2 separate regions of the Ovis aries genome follow, and region 1 is linked to region 2. A link is a contact called in public Hi-C data. All regions are on one chromosome and are shown on one strand. The core of a region is the stretch at or near the end of the contact, and the rest is flanking DNA. Distances in the headings are between cores, read along the strand shown.

What was found. A called contact is a pair of places that touch in the nucleus more often than the background predicts.
Region 1: a Hi-C map of hypothalamus shows a contact between it and region 2, with 2.3 times the contacts expected there. The contact joins the enhancer-like site here to the promoter of KALRN in region 2. A contact is called at or near these places in 4 of 16 Hi-C or Micro-C datasets (hypothalamus, mesenteric adipose tissue, retroperitoneal adipose tissue and 1 more).

What each region holds. Positions count from the first base shown.
Region 1 is chr1:189,329,027-189,335,611 of ARS-UI_Ramb_v3.0, forward strand. All of the region lies in intron 1 of KALRN (kalirin RhoGEF kinase), which reads left to right. Among named protein-coding and RNA genes, the nearest start is that of KALRN, 45 kb to the left of the region's middle. Within about 2 kb of position 1,350, at least 2 of the 54 cell types and tissues checked have an H3K27ac peak or open chromatin away from gene starts, as enhancers often do. A contact at or near this core is called in hypothalamus, where this site is marked.
Region 2 is chr1:189,282,642-189,289,102 of ARS-UI_Ramb_v3.0, forward strand. KALRN (kalirin RhoGEF kinase) reads left to right here and starts at 4,460. Exons shown (of 59, transcript XM_060418677.1): 1 at 4,460-4,864. The coding sequence starts at 4,792.

The DNA.
Region 1 (6,585 bases), core at 100-2,599, 43 kb after region 2:
AGAGTGTAGACCTGTGGAGTAGCTTTCCGATGCCTCCAACAGATTATTTATAAGAATATTATATAAGACCAGGTCTACTGTTCAGGCTTTAAGAACTCCACTTTTTTATTTCTTAATTTGAATGTGGTCAATTTTTTATTTTTTTGCTTGTTTCTGGTCTAAGTCAGCATACTGAAAAAGTGTTTCCCTGTCGCATCATTATTCAGTTAAAATAAATGTTTTTACTATAATCCCTTGCTAATAATTTCTTGGAAATTTATGGAAGTTACACCCACAGATTCTCTTTAATTCACATTAATGTTTACTCTAAAAAGTCTTACAAACATGCTTTGCTGTTATCAGCACTGTTCTGTTTTTTTCCTCCGATAGGTCATGCTTGCTTACACGCTTAGTAGTCCTGTTCACATATGTTTTGCTGGCTTTCCTGGTTTGAAAAATGAGAATTCTCCCTGGGTCTTTTCTTATGAATGGAGGCTACACGAGTACTCTGGCAGTTCTAGGGCACAAGTGACTTTGAAATAAGAGGTTACACATTTTGGTTAGCAGCTCTACAATTTCACCCTTGAATTCCTTCAGGACTGCCAGGTGGATGCCATATGGTCCTGGTGATTTACTTACACCTCGTTTGTCAGTCAGGTTCCTGAGCACTTAACTGCATTTTCAACCCTGACCTCAGCCCTGGCAATGGAGGAGGGCAAGTTGGGATGAACTTCCTTTCTTGAGGATACTTCTTGTACCAGGAGCAGCACCAACAGGTCCCCCGATTCTTCATCTCATTGTGTCTCTTTGGTGAAACAGACTAATCTCTGTGATTAGCTTTGACATTGGCATTCCTCAGTTTTATTTTTGGCTTGATTTAAGCTCCTGGGTCAGTTAGTTCCTGGCCTTTTCTCCTTCCGTGGCCTCTTTGAAATTTCTCTCTAGTCACACAGTGATGCTTTCCTCTTTGAGGTCTGCTATTGTGGTCCCCAGTCTCACCCCTTCTATCCTGGGAATTCTAATACTGTATTTTCAAAATATCCTGCAGGTATCTGTGGACTTGTGACTTTATAAGCTCCCCTCTTGAGTCTCCCCTTGCCAATGTGTGTGCATCTCTCTCTGGCATTTGGGGTTTAAGGTACCACTTGAGAAAGGCCTTGGAGGCAGGAGCAGGGTGAGCTGGGCAAGGGAGGCACTGTGCATTGTACTGAGAGGCCCTTTGGCAGTGCAGATGGAGAACTGAGCATGCTGTCCAGGTCAGGGCAAGCCCAGTTCCTGAGACTCATTCTCTGAGTCAGGATCTGTGCCCAGGGTGTACCAAAGCTTCCAGCCTTGGGACTGTACCCTCTCTCCTGCAGCATGGACTGTCTTCAGACTTCCCTTCCACACTCCAGCTCCCGAAGAGCCAGAGAAGTGATTGGCTAAAGCATTCTTGCCTGCATGCTTCCAATGATGAGGCCAGGATCTCTGCAGGACAGACTAGCAGAGAAGAAGCTAAAACTGCAGTAGGAGAAATTGATTTTGGACACAGGGGAGAATTTCTAAGGAGCTCAAGTGGGAGGCTCGAGGAGGTGGAACCTCTGAAAATATTGAGAATGTCTGTCTGTGTGAGCTGAGAGGCCAACCCAGCTGAAGCAAGGGCAGTGCGGGAAAGGACCTTGAGAAGATTCTAGGCTGAAGCTGCTGCTGGTCAGGATCTCCTCTACGCTCCAGCAGCAAGTGCCTGACCAGGGTTGTTAAGCTAATTGTTAAATTAGAGAGACTGGGGAAGTAAATTGCTTCCTGATGGGGTTTCTCTGACTATGTCCAAAGCTGATGTCATCTGTGAGTTCCTCCTGGTTGGGGGGGTGGGTATGGCGGGCAGGTCTGACACACGTTTTAATAAACCTTTTTCAGTTGCAGCAAGCCCCTGCCTCTCTGAGAGACCTGTATCCGCCATTGTGGGGAGTTCGCTGCCAACTTCTCTGTGCTCCTGTTTATTGCCCCAGTTCCTAAGCCTCACAACGATGGTGTTTTAGATCATCATCTTCTTAGGAATCGTGAACTCAAGTGCCCCAAGGAGCCAAACCATTAACCTGAGATTTTTGAAGCAGGCCTGTTGTAGATGATGAGTGGAGACTGTCAGGGAGCAGTTAGGGAGTGGCGGTGACTGTGGCAGACTGGAGAGGTGTCCCTTATCTCAGGGGAGCTGCAGCCGCTCAGCTCCAGCTGACTGATGCCATGTGGGAATGTGAGCTCCTTGTTGCCAGATCTTGTTTAAGAGAGGACTTAAATATGAATTTTCTTTGTGAAATAGCCTTGTTTTAAAATGTTGAAACTAATGCAACTTAAAGACTTTGTGTTAGTCAAACAAAGTCCATTAGCAGGATGAGTTCAGGCTGTGGGCCTCCAGTGTGCAATGTCTGATTGTGATCCAAACTGCTTATCTTATAGATGAGGAAACAGATCCAGGGAGGTTAAGCTTTTGGCCCAAGATTACAGGGAGCCAGGATTACTGCCTGGGGTGTGTAAGTCTCTCTAGCACTCCTCTGCTTCTTGGTGCTGATTTGGGGCCAGGCATTCTGTATGTTGGGGCAGGCTCGTTGGAGGAGACCAGACCTGGGGAGGCACTTTGGATGCCTCATGCCACATTATTGCTTTTGTGAGTCACTGGAGCTCAGGTGCTCCAAGTGTGGGGGATGGCTCCGGGAATTCACAGTTCCGGGAATTCTGCAGGTAGCAGCAGTGCATAGAAAGGTGTGGGGCTGGGTATTCAGGCTGCCCCTTGTTTTGGAGCTGTGTCCTTGGCTGCAGTCTGCCCTTTTCTTTCCCCCAGGCACACATGCACACATGCAGAGGCACTAGAGAAGCAGGCATATGCCACTTTTGAAGCCTTGCCCTCCATCACTCAGGTTTATACCTTGGGATTATACTAGACTGTCCCCACTCTTCCTGGATTCCTCAGCTTGGGGCCACCTTTCCAGTCTTGTTGCTGCTTTCCCTGTTCAGGAGTTTCGTGATACAGTGTTGGGACCATTGCAGTAGGCTTCAAGCCTGACTGCTCCTAACCCATTCTCCATTACTGTCTGATAAATCTTCAGTCTTTGACTGGGGCATGTTCCTACTCAAAGTGGCTCTGCATCCCAAGGGTAAAGTAACAGCTCCTTAACTTGGCACCTCGGTCTCCAAAGCCCTACGGCCTTGTTGTTGCAGTCATTAGCCTGGCCTAGGTGTGGACCCCAGCTCTGACACATATTGGCTGTGTCGTGTTAGGCAGTTTTCTTGACTCCTCTGAGCCTTTTCCTTCTCTGTAATAGGATGGCTTTACATAGTACTGTTTCAAGAAATAAAGGAAACCATGAATATAAAGCTCTTACCCTGCCACATATTGATTATTTAATTGAAATTTTTATTCAAGGGCCTCCAGACTCTGGTTCCAGCATTACCCGTCTAACAGCCTTAGCTCCAGCCACTTTGAACTGCTCAGTGGCCCCAGTGCCTTGCTTGTTTTCTCACTCCCTAATATCCATCCTGTTTTGGTTTTACTGTGTGTCTACTTCACAGTGTAGGTATTTGTGTCATTGACTTCTTCCCCCATTGCATGCTCTTTGAGGGCAGAGCCTGCATTTGACACATCCTGTACCACAGCGGCACGAGAGATGCTCAGGAAATGTTTGTGAAATGGATAAATAATATCCTCAGTGGAGCAGCTGCCTACACTTGGGCTCCACATCAGTTAATTAATTGATAATGTATGTATTTATGATAGTTTCATGAATATTTATTGAGTCCTACTGTGTTCAGGGGATTCAGTTGTAAAAGACACAGCTAGAGTCTGGGTCTTCCTGAATCCTGCCATGTAACCAGGAAATGGGCTAGTGCAGAGGGCACTGAAGTGAGTGTGGTAAGGACAGTGACAGGGTGAGGCCAGGGCTGTGACAAGGCAGGCACAGGATGCTACTGGTGCACACAGCAGGGGGCAGCCAACACAGCTCTAGTCTCCTGAGGGCTTCCTGGAAGAAGAGGCGTTTCACCTGAGATGCAGGAGGATGACTAACACCTTGACTCAGGTACATGGTTTATTGTGATAAAGCGGCTCTAAGTCTCGGTTTTAAGAAAACCTTGCTTTGTTTCCATTCACTCACAAGCTGTTACAGAGATAACTTTTTGAGAACCAGGTTTTCTGAAGTGATTTGTAACCAAGGCAATGTTTTCATTTTAGGTTGCTAGGGACTGGGACAAGGGTTGTTGATTGTATTCAAATTTTAAGCAACACCCAAGCTGACAGCTGTGTTGGAGAACAGAGTTTCTCCTTTCTTTAAGAGCTGGGTGGGAGATGATTCTCTTCTAATTGGGAAAAGATAATCACATACTTTCACACTGTCAGGGTGTGGGGATTCAGCAACTCGGTCTATTCTGTTTTTGTTTGTTGCTTGCTTGTTTTGTGGCTTCAATTGCGTGGATACAGAGGCAGGAAAGCTAGAAGCAGGAAATGGCTGGGGTGTTTCTCTGACCCTCGTGTTGGGTCTTCTGCTTGGGTAGGGAAGAAAGACTGTAGTAGTAGACACAATCTGCAGCTGCAGAGGAAGCAGAGATTTTTGCATTGAGGAGACGCAGAGATCTGGAACTGTGTGCAAGTCAGGAAACCTGACACCAGAGAGAGACCACATACGAAGATAAGGCTCTCTTTGTAGACCCTGTACAAAGGAAATGTACAAGAGGAAAGCAGGTGATTAAGAATCATTGTGATAGAATAATCAGAAAAATTATAAATTACACTTACATGTTCCTTTAAAGTGGGCTACATTGGGACTTCATGCTTGCATCTGTTCTTTTTAAATTTTTATTTAAAAACATTTCATAAAACTGCTTTTTTTTTTCACCGCAGCTAACATTTAGGACCCAGAGCCCAAGGCATCTACTGCCACCTGGTGGCAGAATACACCACCTGTGGGATTTGAAGTCGATGGGGGGTACACATTGATTGAAAACTGATTCTGCAGCCAAAATACAGAGTCGTAAAATATTAGAATTGTTAGGGATCTTATAGATCACGTAGTTTTGCTTCTAATGAAATCCAATATCTTTTCACATAGACTCTCTTACTTGAATGCCTCCAATAACAGGAAGCTCATGATCTTGCTTGACAGACTGTTCTGTTGTCATTCATTCTATCAGAGTGTTTCTTCTTTTTATTCATGTTTCATAGGTAGAATTACCTGTTTTTATTTATCCTAGTTTTTACCTCTGGAAAAACCCAAGATAAGTTTGCTTTGTCATCTGCATTATAACCCTTCAAATATTGGAAGCAGCCTGTCTGTCTCCCCATGATCTTGTTTTGAGGTTAAACAGTTGTGGTTCCTTCAGTCTTTATTCTGAAGTCATGCTTTTCAGGCTCTCTGTAGGCATTTCTTTTCTTTAGCTGCTTTCTACTTTGTCAGTGTCCCTGCCTAATTGTGCTGCCAGGCTTCGATCCAGCACAGCACTGCAGACTTGATCAGCTAAGTGATCCCTGGTCCCTGCAGGCTGCCTGGGCACCAGGCTTCAGATGCATTCTGGATAGTGTGAATTAGCTTTCTGCAGTCTGACAGTGCTGACCCCTCTTACATTTGTGGTAATGGAAAACCCAAGAATTTGTGTCCTTCCCCATATTTTTGAGCTTTTTTTTTTTTTAAAGCTAAAAGCAAGACTTGACTGTAAAATGAAAGCTAAGTCACATAGTTTAACACAATACATTCTCAATTTTGGGTGTTACAAGTAAAGTCAAAGCCCCTTTTTACTTCATACCAACTTAATTTCTCCCTGGAGGTAGATCCTGGTAGCAGATATCAGGGACTTTCCCTCCTTTCCATGTATTTACATATATGTCTATCTATCTGTGGAAATTATCTCTCTGTGTATATATGTCTGAGGTTAACATATAGGGCTTTTATATCATTTTGCAACTTTTTTTTTTCATGCAATGACATGTCTTGAAAATCTTCCAGATAGTGTTTCTCATTGTGGATATTCCATAGTTGGCTTAGCAATTCTTCTATTGTTTCTTTTTAAAATTTTTTACCATTATAAACAGTGCTGCAGTGAACATTCATGAACAAGCATGCACATGGGCAATTATTTCTCTAGGGTAGATACAAAGGATTGGAATTGCTGAGCTGAGTAATAGGTACATTTTTTTATTTTAAAATGTAGATCTCATGCGTAAAGCTTGCCCTTGTTAATTCCCTAGTGTTCAAATCTACTGAGATAAATTTACTTATTGATTTTGGTCATCTCTTACAGTATTAACCTCACTATACCAGTTTTGTGTCATCTGTCCATACCATCAGGCATATCTTTCATCTTGTCATCTTAGAAACTATTTTCTTTTTAAGTCAAAATGCAGCAGTCAAGGAGAGAGCTTTGTGGCTACCACCATTGACCTGTATCCTACCCAAAGCTCACTGTATTGTCCTAATAAACACTCTTTGGGTTCTGCAATTTGTCTGCAGTAATCCCACCCAACTCTACTCTTATCCTGTTCATTTTTCACCATCTTATCTATAAGACTACTGTGGAGGACATTTGCCAGAGGTTTAGGAGAGATCCAGGCACATACTTTATGCTGTTCTCCTGCCCACCCACCCT
Region 2 (6,461 bases), core at 3,210-5,709:
TTTAGATATAGTATATGAATTTTCTAGGGCTGCCATAACAAAGTACCAAAATTTGGGTAGCTTAAAAGAACAGAAGTTTTTTTTTGTCCCAATTTTGGAGGCCAGAAGTCTGAAATCGAGGTGCCAGCAGGGCTATGCCCCCTCTGAGATTCTAGGTAGAATCCTGAGTCCTTCCTTGCCTCTGCCCGCCTTCTGGTGGCGGCTGTCAGCCCTCGGTGCTCCTTGGCTTGCGGCTACATCATTCCAGTCTCTGCCTCCGTTGTCACATGGTATTTTCCCTGTGCTCACATAGGTTTTCTCTTCTTATAGGGACACCAGTCATAATGGGTAAGAATCCCCCTTAATGACCTTATCCAAATTGATTACATCTACAAGGAATTTATTTCAAAATAAGGTCGCATTCACAGATACCTCAGATTAGGCATCCACTCTCACTTCAACATATATATATTATTTTTTGGTAGGGGGACACAATTCAATCCATAACATGTGGTAAATTACATTGATAGATTTTCAAATATTAAATAAATCTTGCTTCCTTGGTATAAACTGACCTACTTGGTCCTGTTGTATTATTCTTTTTATATATTTGCTAACGTTTTTTATTTGACTTGCTAAAATTTTATTAAGAATTTTGCATCAATGTTCATGCAAGATAGCAAACTATAGTCTTCTTTTTCTCTTATATGGTCTTTGATTTTGGCATCACAGTAATGCTGGTCTGATAGAATTGGTTGGGAAATAGTCTCTTTTTTTTCAAATTTTTCTGGAGAAGTGTGTATGGAATTGGTATTTCTTACTTAAATGTTTCATAGAATTCAACATTCAAGCTATAAGGGTCTTGAATTTTCTTTGTGGGACGCTTTTAAGCTACAAATTTAATTTCTTTGATAGAAGACTATTTAAGTTATCTACTTATTCATAAGTGAAATTTCGTCCATGTCTTCCAAGGAATTTGTCCATTTTAAGTTGTCAAATTTGTTGGCCTAAAATTATGTATAATATTCCCTTATTGTTCTTTTTACCTATCTATAATCTATAGTGATATCACTTCTCTTGTTTCTGCTAATACTAATTTGAGTCTTATCTGTTTCCTTATTGCAGTCTGGCTAGACGTTTATCAATTTTATTGATATTCTCAAAGAATTTTCTTTTAGTTTCACTGATTATTCTCCTAGTTTTTCTGTTATATATTTAATTTTTTAATGCTCTAATCTTTTAAACTTTCTATTCTTCTGCTTTGGATTTCTTTTGCTCTTAAGGCAGAACAGGAGATCAATGATTTGAGACTTTACAAAATAGGAATTTTAGTACTACAAATTTCCCTCTGTGTACTGTTTTAGCTCTGTTTCATAGATTTTTATATGATGCTTTTTCATCTTTATTCAGTTAAAAATGCTTTCTAATATCTCCACTGAGTTCTTAGTTGATCATGGGTTATTCAGAAGTATTTATTTAGTTTTCATATATGTGGTTTTTTTCATATATTTGTTATTAATTTTTAGCTTAATTCATTGTGTTCAGAGAATATTGCATGCTTTTTTTAAAAAAACAACTGAGGTATAATTTGCATGATGTTAATCTTCTTACATTTTTCAAAACTTGTTTTATGGCTTAGCAAAGAGTTTATCTTGTGTACTTGATACCTGTGTACTTGAAGAAAAATGTATATTTGCTGTTATTGAGTGGAGTATTCTATAAATGTCAGTTTATAGAATGTTGGTTGATAGCATTGATCAAGTCTTCCATATCCTTATTGATGATCTATTTCCTTATCAGTTATTGATCGAGATAGAGGTTAAAATTTGACTATAATTTTGAATTTGTCTGTTTCTCTTTGTTTGGTCTTATCAGTTTTGCTTCATATATTTTGAAATTTTCTTAGATGCAAAAAATTTTAGGATTGTTTGTGCAGTTGATTAACTGAAATGTCCCTTTGTACCCCTAGTAACAGCTTTTGCTAGGAAATCTTTGTCTGATATTAATATAGCCATGAACATTTAAAACCTTAATAGAAATTGCCAAATTTCCTTTTAAAATGTGTCATTTCATAAGTTTTTCCCCCATTCTGGTCCACATTTATTAAAAATTTGATATGAACTTTTCTCTAAACATGTTTCCTCTGAATTTGGGATGAGCTAATGCTCTTGCCTGGCTTCCCAGGTGGTGCTAGTGGTAAAGAACCCAATGCAGGGGACATAAGATACACAGCTTCGATCCCTGGGTTGGGAAGATCCCCTGGAGGAGGGCATGGCAACCCACTCTGGTATTCTTGCCAGGAAAATCCCATGGACAGAGGAGCCTTGCAGGCTGCAGTCCATAGGGTCACAGAGAGTTGGACTCGACTGAAGTGACTTAGCGCACATGCAGTGCTCTTGCCAGGCCTCTGGTTGTCTGTCTGCACAATGGTGCCAGTTCACAGCAGCTCTGCTGGCATGCGTATGTGTGGGAGTGCAGGCCAGAGTGTCAGCTTAGGGTAAAAGGGAAGGCAAAACTTAGAAAAGACAAAGGAGAAGTACTTTCATTGTCAGGGAAGGTGGTACGAAAAGGGGCATCTGGTTGCTTTAAGGCAGTTCAAGCTATTTGGACCAGATGAATTAGATCTCATGGCAATGAATTTGTGATGTCAGTCTCTATTAATAATTTTTAAGAAATGGGGCCTGATAGATGTACCCAACATTGTGCTGCTAAGTCACTTCAGTCGTGTCCGACCCTGTGCGACCCCATAGATGGCAGCCCACCAGGCTCCCCCGTCCCTGGGATTCTCCAGGCAAGAACACTGGAGTGGGTTGCCGTTTCCTTCTCCACCCAACACTGAAGACAGGCAACTGTACTTATTTTTTTCAGTGGGTGAAAAATAATTGTGACATTCAGTAAGGAAAGTAAGGAGTACAGGGAACCAGAAAGGGTTCACTAAAAACGCATTTAAATCTATTTGCTGTTAAGAGTTAGCTGGTTGTAGATCTGGAGAGGTTCCAGGTGCTTTACCTGGAAAGAGATGGAACCAAGTAGGTTACCAGTGATGACAGATCTGGGAGATTCTGGCTGGTGGGTAGCAGTCCATCAGCTTTACACTACATTATCTGATTTTCCTATTAGGTGTGTTTTTAACACATTAGGTCAGGCCACAGCCTCTCCATCTGTCTGGATGAGGTAGCAACAACAGCCTCCAACACACCACATTAAGTACTCAGGTCTAAAGAGCCTCTGTTTTGTAAGCTTTGCAGTCACTAGGACTATAAACAGAATACTGGCTAATTATTGTTTAATTATTGCTTAAAAACCAATTGGCACAATACAATCACTGCATTAATTACCCCATACAGCATCTGTTTTCTTTTTTGAGGTCTTCCCCATTCCTCTCCTGTCCCTCTCCCCACTTTAATTGAAATTCAGCTTGCTGTAACACCTCCTTTCTCCTGGCCAACTGGATCTCTCCATTCACACGAGGCAGAAGAACAAAACAGAGAAGGCCTCGGGGATTAGGGAGTTTGACAGCTGTCCAAGAGGAGCGTTGAGACACTGGCCAAGTACCGAGGCAGGACAGAGACAAATGGGAGACAGAAGAGGGTCACGGAGGGAAAGATAGGCAGGGGCACATCGCGAGAGAAATGAACTGGACAAAGAGTCACCGAGACAGGCAGAGGTGTTTACAGGGGCGCTGAAAAGAGGGGGGAAGGAAGAGAAAAGCTTTAAAAAAAAAAAACCAAACACCAAAAAACCAGAGGAACTAAGGAGAGTTGGTGAGGAAAATGCGAAAGGCTCAGGAGGTCAAGGAGACAGAAGGGAGCTTGTCGAGAAGGAGCGGGGAAAAGTCCAGCCTCTAGAGACAGATCAGCCCATCTTGGGGGACAGGCAGCTTGAGGGGGGTCGCGGCTCATACACCTGAGAACGGGGTGGGGTGGAGGAGGCGGCCGCCGCCGGGCGGGAGTAGGAACAGCGCTAGCGGCGAGGCTGAGCACGCGGGGCTCAGGCGTCCGAGCCCCCTCGGCAAGCCCGGCGTGCGCCCGGCGGCCCAGGACGCGCCCGGCGGCCCCGCCCCCTCCCCGGCCGCCTCCTTCGCCGGGGCTTTTCCTGCGGGGCTCAGGAAGCCGGCCTAGCACAGCCGCGAACAATAGCTCGGGGCCCGGGCTTGGCTCCTTGGAGAGGCCGGCGCGGGGAGGCGGGGGGAGGGAGGCGTCCGCGCCGCCGGGGGCCCGCGGCGAACCCCGGCCCGGGCCGAAGCTTCAGTTGAGCTCGGCGCTGCCCCGGGCATTGTTGGCCGCGACTGAGGAGCGGGAGCCGGGGGAGGAGCTGCGAGGCGGCGGCGGCTGAGGGAGCCAGAGGGGGAGCCAGAGAGCGAGCGAGGGAGGGAGGCTGAGAGCGTGCGGGCGATAGAGCGAGGGAGGGAGGAGGTAGAGAGACAGGGAGGGTGGGAGGGAGGAGGAAAAATAAAGAGGAGAGCCGAGCAGGGCTGAACAATAGAGACAGGCGGACGGGCGAGAAGGAGAGCCAGCTGCCGCTGCTGAGGGAGAGCGGGCGCCCAAGCAGCTCGGACCCCGGCCCGGGCAGACCGCAGGCGGCCAGCGCCCCCCGGGGAAGGGGGACCATGGGGGAGCCCGCGGCAGGCGCCCCCAGCCCGCCGTGCGCCTCCGCCTGAGGGAGCCTCGGCGTCCTCTGCCCCAGCCCAGCCGCCCCGGCCGGCCGCCCTCGAAGCCCGGTGTCCGCAGCCCAGCGCCCGCCGCCCACAGAGCAGCGCTCGGCCCCGGGCTTGGCCGCCCCCCGGCTGCCCGTGGACGCCCTCCCCCAGTCATGAACCCCCCGGAGGGGGCAGCGGAGGAAGGAGGAGCCGCCGACTCGGACGTGGACGCCTTTTTCCGGACAGGTAAGCTGGGCAGCTGGGGAGCTTGGGGGGGTGGGGCGGGTGGGGGGCTGCTGCCCTGGACGCGGCTTCTCGGACAAGTTTGGGGAACGAGACTGTTGCTGGGGCGGGCGTGTTGGGGGGTGCTGTCCCCCTCGTCGTCCGGGCCGGAGTTGCCGAGATTCTTGTTGTTATGGCAGTGCTGGTTGCGTTTTGGAGAGGGGTGGGGGCTGGGAGCTTGGCGCCCCTCGGCGTTCACCCCACTTGCGGGAGTCTGTGTGGGGAGGCGGGAGGCGGTCCCGGTGGGCCGCCTTCTCCCCGAGCGCGGGGATGGGGCGAGGTTGGATCACTTTGCAGCGCGCCGCTCTCGCTCCCGGCGCCCCCGCCCCTCCCTCGGCTCCCCCTCCCCCTAGCGCCTGTCAGCCTGGCTCTGGCCGCCCCGCGCCCGCACCCCTGCTCCGGGCCACGGGCCCCGGGCCCTGATATGCAAAGAAGGACCGGGAGTCGCGCAGGCTGCAGCCTGACAGTCAGGAGCGGGGCGGACGGTGGACCGCGGAGCCTGATGTGTGTGAGGAGCCGGGCGTCTCAGACTTAAGAGGCGGACTTGGCTGGGAAGGCGGTGGGCGCCTAGGACCTCGTCCTTGTCCTCCTCTTCTTCAGTGATGGGAACGCAGGAGCTTTTGATAAAAATCACTCATTCTGGACGTGTGAGTTAGCGTCCCCCTCATACACACCCACTGAATCTTTGCTTGCCTGTGGTATGTAGAGCTCCCCCGCCAGACCTGCTTTCACGGTTGTTCTTTGCCCCCGCCACCACCCAGTCCTGGGTCTGAGTCGCAGGTTCCTTGCCTGCACAGCCCTTTTCCCAGAGCAGATGCCGACCACTCTCCTCTCCCACCACCTGTGGCCCTGTTTCTCTGATAACCAGGGTTTCTCCATCTCCTCTTTACCTGTGGCTTCCACCAACTCAGTAGGTAGAGCTCCCCATCTTCCATATCTGGAACCATTTTGTCTGGAATCTTTGTCCCAAAGAGTCCAGTAAGTTATGGGGACCCCCTCTTTCTGTAAATTGGGTTAAAGCGCGTGAACTGGTGGGGTCAGGGAACAGGTTAGCTCTGGAGGCTCCCTGCACACCCATCTGTTTCCTAACCTCATTGCCCTGCCCTGGAGGTCATCTGAGGGGAAGGGGTGGGGTGCTTTGTTGGGGAGACTTGTGGCTTTAGAAGTCAAGAGTTGGTCGACCCATATGTTCATTTTCTAGTTGGTCTGAAGAGTAAAGAGGTGGAGGACAGGAGCTGATGCCAGAGCCTGGAGAAAACAGGAGCCCCTGTTATCCTACCCTGCTTCTCAGGGCTCAGCCTTGTCTCCTTGTTCCTTTTAACCAGTCGTGGTTTCTAATATACACTGCCGCCTGGCCCGTCCCCCTCCCCCCACCCTTACACTCACATATGCACTGCCCAGGAACCAAGGCACGAATTCTAAAAACGTGCCTGACCTGAGTTTATAACCTTAGATTATAGTCTAGGAGAGAGGTTCTGGGGGTTAAGGCCTATCTGGAAACATTCACCAGGACGTCTTCCCTGACTCCCCCACCTGGCCCCACTCCTGTCTCTCATCTGGC